2 separate regions of the Zea mays genome follow, and region 2 is linked to region 1. The links are chromatin contacts, called in public Hi-C maps. All regions are on one chromosome and are shown on one strand. Each heading gives the region's core, a stretch centred on a gene start, on an enhancer-like site or on the middle of the called end of the contact. The rest is flanking DNA. Distances are from core to core; before and after follow the strand shown. Region 1 holds the start of LOC100279770. Region 2 holds the start of LOC103637325.

Region 1 (4,732 bases), core at 1,923-4,422:
CGACCGACGAGTGTTGTGTTTCCATTGCGACGCGTGCAAGGATCGATGGTTTAGTTCATAGATGTTTGGGGTTTGGTGACTATTCAGTTTAATATGTCTGTAGTCTTTTGATGTTTATACCTACCAAATGTTGACACAATTCTATCACAAATAGCACCTATTAGGGCTTTATGGATATTATATTCCAAAATAATGCCACAAATGTTCATATCTAACACTTGGATGACAATGCATTCTTTGTTGTTGGGTAATATGCAGAAGCCACACTCCTTTTATTTATCCATATCTGCTTGGATTCTCAATCTCACGCTTTTTTCTCAGGATGGACTATGGTTTATGGACAAAAAATAGTTGCAGTACCTATAACAAATGGGATGGTGTAGCACGCTCTAAAATCCAGGTGCTGAAATTCTATGTCAAGTAGTATTTCTAGACATCCAAATTAACCATTGCTTGGTGACAACTATTAGAAGCAACACCCTACCCGCAAACAATCGAAATCATGTCTTACCTAATGTTATGGTCACATTTAATATAGCTCGAGTAAGCTCATTTCTGAATTTGTTACCATAAAAAAGTAGTATTGATAGAAGTTGGTGCTTCCAACACCTAGGCAAATAGGTTCTTCTACTAGGGTATGCTACTGATTGACGTCATCTTCAAATGGTAGGCATATTGATGATTTGGCTGCCACCATAAGTACCTGACACTAGGCTTTGTTCGTTGTACACCATCTTATTGTTGCCAACTTAAAATTAAGGCAAGCTGATCACTCTACTCCTTATTTTTAGTACTTCATCATAATGTCCAAATATGATGCTGAGAAGTTGCAGACTCTATTGTTGTCCTTAGTACAAACTGTTGACATTGGACAAGGTGATGTCATACTATGTCAAGAAGAGAAAAGATCCGATCAATTTTCTCATGCAAGCTTGAAGATGTGATGGCATATTATGGCAAGAAAAGACCTAGCCCATTTTTTGATGCAAGCCTGAAGTTATGCTGCACATTGTTGAAGTTATGAAGTGTTTGATTTGTTTCAGTTTTAGTCTTAATGCACATCTGAACATTTGAAAAGGGGTCTGTAGTAATGTACTTTTCACATCGAGCTGAGTTGTTTTGATGGTCGTGTGCCTAGGACTGCTGTCCTTTGTTCCTGAACTAGACTTTGAGCTACATTTGTCTATTCAGACATGATTGTGAAAAATGACAAATTAATGGAACCAATTTGGTTATCGATTTTGTGTCATTAATATTAATCATCATTTGATATATTACATTTAATATATATATATATATAGGTGATGAAAAAGATAAATTAAACAAAAAGATTGATACTTGTGGTAGTTGAAGGGAAATGTAATTTTATATGTATGGTGGATTGTAGGGAAATGATATAGAGGGAACCGCTACGGGAGTGGTGATATAGAGAAGGGAGAGTTTGCTAATGTGGCGCGATATTGGTGATATAAGATGACAATTACTCCCTCCATCCACATGATTTAGTCGTTTTGGTTTGTCCTAAGTCAATCAATATAAGCTTTGACCAATTATATTAGATGTTTTATAAGATTTTACAACATAAAAGTAAAGTTACTAGATTCATCATAACTTGAACTATTGTAATATACAATTCTTTTAGTTTAAAATAATTTAATCTTATATATATTGTTAGTTAAAGTTAAAATAGTTTGATTTAGGACAAACCCAAAACAACTAAATCATGTGGACGAAGGGAGTAGTGTTTTTGTATATTAGCGTATTTTATCAGATTGAAACCGTAGCAACACATAGGCACATAACTAGCTATGTTCAACACATTCTGCCTCATTTCTCTAAATGTTGCCAGCTGCTCTCCAATAACATTACATGGTTGCCTCATAGTCTATGTAAGGAAACCTAAAACTTGAATGTGCACAACTTCAGTTGTTGTGCCTGTTTTTAGAGGATTCATCTTTAGATGAGTTGAATATTGTCATAATACTTATCCATATGTATGTAATGTAGAAATCATGCTACACCATATTTCCCCACAACATAAAAGATAAAAGGGCCATATTTGTGAGCTAAAATAATTTTGATAGTCACAACTCACCATCCCCTTTTGATAGGCTTAAGATCTCCTTTTTTATAATTTTTCACTCTGCAATGCAAATTTGTTCTATGGAGACCATGGTACATCATCATATCTTGTATTATCAACTTAGAATTTGCCTATTTCGATTAATAGATTAGCCAAATTTTGGTTGTTCGAAATGACAAACTTCAACATTTGTTGTGACTATTGAGTTGATTCTTGATAGTACTAAACAATAACTTATGAGTGCACAAGTATCCTCCGTTGCAACGCAGAGGTACATACCTAGTAAGAGACTTGAGAGCCCTTCTTTTCTCTATCACCGCTTGTAACCCACTTATAATCCCTATTATGAGCATTGAGCAACAAAGGTGTTGATAGTGCGAGCCGCCGAAGACTGGATGTAGAGATGTTCTGTCCGAACCAGTATAAATCTTGCGTCCACCAAACACACCTTCCAGAGCTCAGGACACACACATAGAAATTTACTTGTCGGAGCGGAGGTTCGAACAACAACATCTAAAAATATCCTTATCAAACAAGTAAAAAAGATACATATTACAATATTAACATAAAAGTTTCTTCTAACATGTTTAAACACGAATGAGTAATGGATACACCATAATTTTTATTTTTTTCGACACTTCGCTACTGAATCATTGGACTATATATTGATAGTCTGACTACTATACACATGTACCTAGAATGGGGCCTATGAATTTGGGGCCTGAGGCGACTGACCCTTTGCCCCACCCTTAGGCACACACTGTGTGAAAGAGCTACACTACGTGTGGCTTCATATCATATTGAACTTATGTATTTTTTCACCATCTATGGTGCGATAGGCTAGTGGTAGACGAGTAGCAAGAGGAATAGATGTACGCACTTTGCACGTGACACGGAGTATGATAGTAACAAAGATGAGTGACTGTGTAATGTGACTGTGTGTGTGAGAACAAAACCCTAGAAGAGGACCCAAAGCCCTCGGGCAAATCTGGGCCGTCTACCCCCAAAATCCAACGGCGCACCTCGCTCCGCCCGTTGTACTTAATCGAGCCGCAACCGGCCTCTGACTGATTTCCTCTCCGGTCTATTCTCTACTCTTCTTCCCCAGTCCTCCCTACTCAGTACTTACCTCAGCACGCCACTGCTCGAAGGCGGAGCGCCTCCAAAATCCATCCCAATCCCAAATCCTCTGAATTCGGACGCCGCTCGCCCCACGCAGATGGATGCCCGCCCCTCGATTCGCCCGCGCTGAGCATCCGAACCCGGTTCCCGCCGCCTCGGCTCATTCCGGCGCTGAAAGATTCAGCTCCGCGCTTCCGGCCGCCGGAGCTCGGTAATGGCGGGGTTCTAGCGCGGCGGACTTAAAGATCTAGCCTCCTCTTTTCCTTTCCATTTTCTCTCTTTCGCTGCTACCCCCTCACACCCCCACGGCGATGGTCACGGAGATGGCGGCGCGCGGCGGCGAGGCGGCGGCGTTTGGCGCGGAGACCGACCGCGGCGACTTCGAGGTGTTTCGCAGTGGCTCCGCGCCGCCCACTGTCGAGGGAGCCCTGGGCGCCGCCGGGGCCGACGGCGGCCTTCTCGTGGACGACGACCTCCGCGCCGACCCGGCGTACCAGAGCTACTACTACTCCAGTGCGCACCTCAACCCGCGCCTCCCACCGCCGCTCCTGTCCAAGGAGGACTGGCGGTCCTCGCACCACCGCCTCCGCTCCGCGGGCTTCGGCGGGATCGGGGACGGCAGGAGGCAGCAGCAGCAGGCGTCGGCTGCCGAGGGGACTGTCGGCCTGCCCGGGATCGATCTTGGTCGCCAGAGGAGCTTCTCCACCATCTTTCAGGTGGAAAGATCGAATCTTTTCTCCCACTTACTTCTTAGGTTTACCTTCATTCTGTGCTACTAATATACATAATATACGTGCTTCGAGAAAGCCTTTGACCTTCTAGTCGTTCCTGTTTTTGACTGATGAGTGATAGGCCTGAGTTCACTCCACTTATAGTGGAGTATCTATATATCAAGCGTCCAAGTATCTTAGATTTTCTATATTTGACATATATTAGGTGTCTAGTCGTTGTGCTTTCTCTACAGTGTGAATGCGTGATTGCACGTGAGACCTGTGGTTTCTGGTGATGTCTTTGTCTTGCAGTTATATGTGATCTATGGATTTTGTTCGAGTGGTGCTTCTTCATTGATAGCGAAATTTATTTACGCGAAGATAAGTGACGCAAGGAACGAAAAAACGCCTTCTTTCCATATTTGGCTTTGGAGGCCTAAGTTGTATTTTCAGCTGACTATCTTGATTGTGACGTTATACCGTTACTAGTGACGTTATGATGAATGCTTCCGCAGCAGTTCATGCTTTCTGGTCTTGAGAAACGTCTACTGGTTCATTACAAGCATTGTTCCATATTTCACGTGCAAAATGCTTCGATGCAATATAGACATGCCTGTGCATCAGTGAGCTATATTCTGCATTAGGGCATAGAGAGAATCTTCTATCTTTTGTGATTTGCTTAGCATCGTACCCTTCCCTTTGCCGATCTTTATTTATTCATGACTGCATTGTAAAATTCTTGGAGTCCTGCATTCAACCACTACCATTTTTACCCCTCCGCCCCCGCCCCCGCCCGCGTACCGCTGTTCATTCTTTC
Region 2 (4,979 bases), core at 1,077-3,576, 320 kb after region 1:
GCAACCGAGAGAGGCCGGTCCCCTTGCAAAAAAGTGCGACAAAAGCGTCCAAGCGAGTACCAACACTCCCTTCGAGGCTCGGGGGCTACTGTCGGGGACCATAATTAGGGGTACCCCCAAGACTCCTAATCTCAGCTGGTAACCCCCATCAGCACAAAGCTGCAAAGGCCTGATGAGCGCAATTCAGGTCAAGGCTCCGTCCCCTCAAGGGACACGATCTCGCCTCGCCCGAGCCCAGCCTCGGGCAAAGACAGCCGACCCAGGAGGATTCACGTCTCGCCCGAGGGTCCCCTCAAGCAACGGGCACACCTTCGACTCGCCTGAGGCCCAGCTCGGGCAGGCTTCGCGGAGAAGCAACCTTGGCCAGATCGCCTCGCCAGCCGACCGGATCGCAGGAGCATTCAATGCAAGGATCGCCTGACACCTTATCCTGACGCGCGCTCTTCAGTCGACAGAGCCGAAGTGACCACAATCACTTCGCCCCTCCACTGGCTGACCTGACAAGAAAACAGCGCCGCCTGCGCCGCTCCGACTGCTGTGCCACCCGTCAGGGTGAGGCTGACAGCCGTCAAGTCCCTCAGGCGCCATAGGAAGCTTTGCCTCGCCCGACCCCAGGGCTCGGACTCCACCTCGACACCGGAAGACGAACTCCGCCTCGCCCGACCCCAGGGCTCGGACTCAACCTCGACCTCGGACGACGGTCTCCGCCTCGCCCGACCCCAGGGCTCGGACTCAGCCTCGACCTTGGACGACGGTCTCCGCCTCGCCCGACCCCAGGGCTCGGACTCAGCCTCGACCTCGAACGACGGTCTCCGCCTCGCCCGACCCCAGGGCTCGGACTCAGCCTCGACCTCGGACGACGGTCTCCGTCTCGCCCGACCCCAGGGCTCGGACTCAGCCTCGACCTCGGAGGAGCCTCCGCCTCGCCCGACCTTGGGCTCGGACCGACCACGTCGCAGGGGGGCACATCATTACCCTACCCCTAGCTAGCTCAGGCTACGGGGAACAAGACCGGCGTCCCATCTGGCTCGCCCCGGTAAACAAGTAATGATGGCACCCCGCGTGCTCTATGACGACGACGGTTCTCAGCCCCCTACGGAAGCAAGGAGACGTCAGCAAGGACCCGACAACTCCGATAGCTGTGCTACTACAAAGCTCAAGCGCTCCTCCGACGGCCACGACATCACATGAACAGGGCAGCAACACCTCTCCAACAGCCACGACGGCATGTACATAGGACTCTGGCTCCTCCCTGCTAGACACGTTAGCACATTGCTACACCCCCATTGTACACCTGGGCCTTCTCCTTACATCTATAAAAGGAAGGTCTAGGGCCCTCGTACGAGAAGGTGGCCGCGCGGGAGAACGGGCCGACGCACAAGGCTCGCGCTCTCTCTCTCTCCCTCGCGAACGCTTGTAACCCCCTACTGCAAGCGCATCCGCCCTGGGCGCAGGACAACACGAAGCCGCAGTTTCCCCTTACTGTTTTCCCCCTTGTATTCTGTCTCGCGCCGACCCATCTGGGCTGGAACACGCAGCGATAATTTACTCGTCGGTCCAGAGACCCCCTGAGATCGAAACACCGACAAACCTTGAGACCTCAGATCTGTTTTCTAAGTAAAAAGACAACTAAGAGACTATATGATACAACCTAAGTCCCTAAATCATAAATACAGTTATATTCTGTTTGAATGTAGGCATTCACGTGGTGGAATTAAAATTGTCTACGAATACCAAATCTGAGGGGGAATGACAATGATATGCAATACTAATGTTGTGATTTGGATGCGGGATGCAAATGGTAGTTGGTATCGCAGGACGCAGGGTAGCAACCAATTCCAAATCTGGTTTGGGTGTACAAACACTTAACCTTCCTCCCACGCGCACAGAGCACTTAATTGGGGAGGGCGACTTAATTTCTGGTGAAAACCGAGAGGTCATGCTCGGAATTGCGGGCACACATGCACATGTGAAAACAAATGTCATGCAATATTCGCTGGCAATTCTGTGGAGCCAATTTCGACGACGTCTGCTAGTATTGGATCCGACAAATTTCATTTTCTGATTCTAACTTCTAATTCTAACATCCAAACGAGCTGTTAAGAAACAATAAACAATATACATGGAGAGTCATGTATAGACAGGTTCTCCATGAAAAGACTGTCTATGCGAAGAACTCGCCTATTGTAAATCTTTTAATTAACTCATATAGTCATAGACTGAGAGGGACTCTATATTAAAGTGGTGTTTAAATACATTGGATCTAACAGTTAATTGACTAAATATTTGCTAGTAGAATTAGCTAGCTAACTGTTAGCTAATTTGAAAATGTAGCTAATAGCTAGAGTGTTTGTCTTAAACTAATTTTAACAACTAGTAACTAACAGTACCTATACCGAATTGGGCCAATAACAGACTGCGTTGACCAATCCGGCGGCAAAAGTTGACTCCAAATTCCCCTCTCCGCTTCCGTCTCACTCGTAATCGTCCTCCTCTTCCCATTTCTGCTTCCTCCTCACGGGCGTGCGACGACGTCAGCAACCCCGCCGAGTACCCCTCCTTCCCCTCGCAGTCGCCGAGGGAGCAATTCCGCCCCCAATCGGCCGCCTGAACCCTTCTTCCTTCCCTTCCCGCGGCATCCGATGTGCGTTGCCGCCGCCGCCGCGCTCAGATAGCCCAGCCTAGCTGGCGACGACGAGGAGGGGGACCGTAGCCCTAACGATCCGGTCCCCACATGGCGGGGAGCTTTCGCGAGGGCGCGGGGCCGGGGGACACCCACGCTCCCCCGCCCCCGCCCACCCCACCCTTCTTGCAGTTCCTCGCGCTCGACGCGCTCGCCTCCTGGGGCTCCGACCCCAAGCAGCCGCACTGGCGCCACCCCGAGCTCCGCCGGGCGCTCGCCTCCAACGACCAGACCGACGAGCTCAGGCGGATCCGCGCCAGCGTCCAGGACTCCGCGGTCAAGGCCAAGTGCGTACTTTCCCTTTCCTCCCCCCCTTCCCCCTCTGTCTAATATCGCATTGCTGACGCTGGCTGCCGCTCAATTCCGTGCCCCCTTCCTTCCCGGTCCCCGCAGGGAGAAGGTCAGGTCGCTGCACGAGGCCATCCAGAAGCTCGACAAGTACAAGAACATTGTCACACGCAAGCGCCAGCGCGCCACCGAGGCGTCGTCCTCGCCCGACAAGCTCGGGGCTGCCGGTGCCTGCTCCTCGTCCACAGGCGCGCTCAGGATGGGGGCGCAGAACAACTCTGCTGTCTTGAGCAAGCGCGTGCGCTCCTCTCTCGCTGATGCCCGGGTTCGTGTGCTCGGCCCACTCTTCGTCTCAGCTCATAGCCTTTGCGTCACTTATTATTTTCCTTAGTTTGTTTTGGCCACAGCAAATATTCCTGATTTCATTAATGATCGCCATAAGATTCTGGAATCCGGATCATAGTCGTTGAAAAGGTTGTACCTTTTCAGTCTTATAACAGCTAATTATAACTCATGCAAGTGTCCCTAGCTACTCATGTTCTTTTGTCCTTATCAGTGGAAACCGCTAAGATTCCAGAAATCTTGCTCTTGTAAGCTGAGTTGCATGGGGACCTGGTTACCACCCTGTCCTCACCTCATTTTTCACATATAAAGAGCATGCGGGACAAGTGTGGGAAAATGGTGATCTTGGACGGATTCCGAAGTCAACTGATATAGCCTTTTATTCTCACACTCATGTCACTCATAATCCTTACCTAGTCTCATTGTTCTTGGGTCTGGAAACTACAACTCTGGTTGATCTAGTTTCAATGCTACTTCACCTTAAAAAATATGGCCTTCTAATTAATGTGCTTCATGAATGATGCGCTGTTCTGAACTCCAATCACAATTTTTTACCATGATAATATTTTCACATTCTTTATGAATTTCTTCACTTAAAAAGCTTGGTTCTGTTGTTTATACATGTTTCAGGTGGAAGGACGTGGTAGTGTTCCTACAAGGCAAGGCCCTTTGGTTAGTAATGAGAAAAATTCACCTGTGGAGAAGGAAAAGAACAGTACAAGAATATCTGCTATCGTCTCAGGACTTTCTGATGAAAAATTGCGGGGTTTATCTACTGGCAGTGAAGGGTGGGAAAAAAAGATGAAGCGTAGACGCTCTGTTGGAACAATGCTCAGCAGAGGCAGTGATGCTGATCGAGATGTCAAATCCATGGGTCAGCATAGACCAGCCAATGAAGCACGCCCACGATCTAGTGATGGCCTTGGATATAGGTAAAAAATTGTGCTTGCCATTATTTTTTGTTCCTTGAGAGTTAGAACTTTGTTTCTGGTTGCTGACTCTCTGAAATGATCGTCTCTGATTGATCATCATGCTGAACTAAAGCATGTAATCTTGGGAAAACTTAAACATTGAGAAGATATGTGTGATATGCTCACAAATTGATATCATCTGCTACCTTGAAATAGAGATATAGGGTCCAGCATCAGCGAGTAGAATGATACTACATTATTACTGCACGTGCGTCATCAGAAAGGTGGTGTTTGGCAGCTTGTGTTTCTAGCTCTTCCTTGGGCTATTCTCTGATCAGCATGTTTTTTTGTTGTTTGCAACCTGAATCCTCTTCCATCACTATATTTGGAAATCTTCTTTGCCTCGGTATCCATGTTAGAGCTCATCTTTCTTAATTCTCACATCGCAGACATGGAGTTTCTGCTGGAGCACTAGCAGGTAACAAGTTGGATGGCACTTCTCAGCAGAACAACATTGTATCCTGCATTCTGCCCAAGTCAGATGTCGATTATGTGGCTCAGCCAAATGAAAGAAGAGAACGCCATGCTGGAGTTGAAAAGGAAAGGACTACAGTAAAAGGAAACAAGTAAGCTAAGATACTTCTGTTGTCCTGATAAGCCACGTTTTTTCTTTGCTACATATATGTGAAAGGGTATTGCAAAATTGCCATTTATTGGATGATATATGCAATTTGTTATCTAGGGTAAATACTTCT

What was found. Hi-C and Micro-C count contacts between places; a contact is called where the count stands out from the background.
Region 2: a contact with region 1 is called in a Hi-C map of endosperm, with 3 times the contacts expected there. The contact joins the promoter of LOC103637325 here to the promoter of LOC100279770 in region 1. A contact is called at or near these places in 4 of 25 Hi-C or Micro-C datasets (endosperm, leaf and leaf mesophyll).

What each region holds. Positions count from the first base shown.
Region 1 is chr8:137,942,637-137,947,368 of Zm-B73-REFERENCE-NAM-5.0, forward strand. It overlaps LOC100279770, which reads left to right and starts at 3,173. Exons shown (of 9, transcript NM_001152728.2): 1 at 3,173-3,921. The coding sequence starts at 3,517.
Region 2 is chr8:138,264,319-138,269,297 of Zm-B73-REFERENCE-NAM-5.0, forward strand. LOC103637325 reads left to right here and starts at 2,327. Exons shown (of 16, transcript XM_020543384.2): 1 at 2,327-2,970; 2 at 3,077-3,296; 3 at 3,944-4,245; 4 at 4,674-4,850; 5 at 4,967-4,979. The coding sequence starts at 2,735.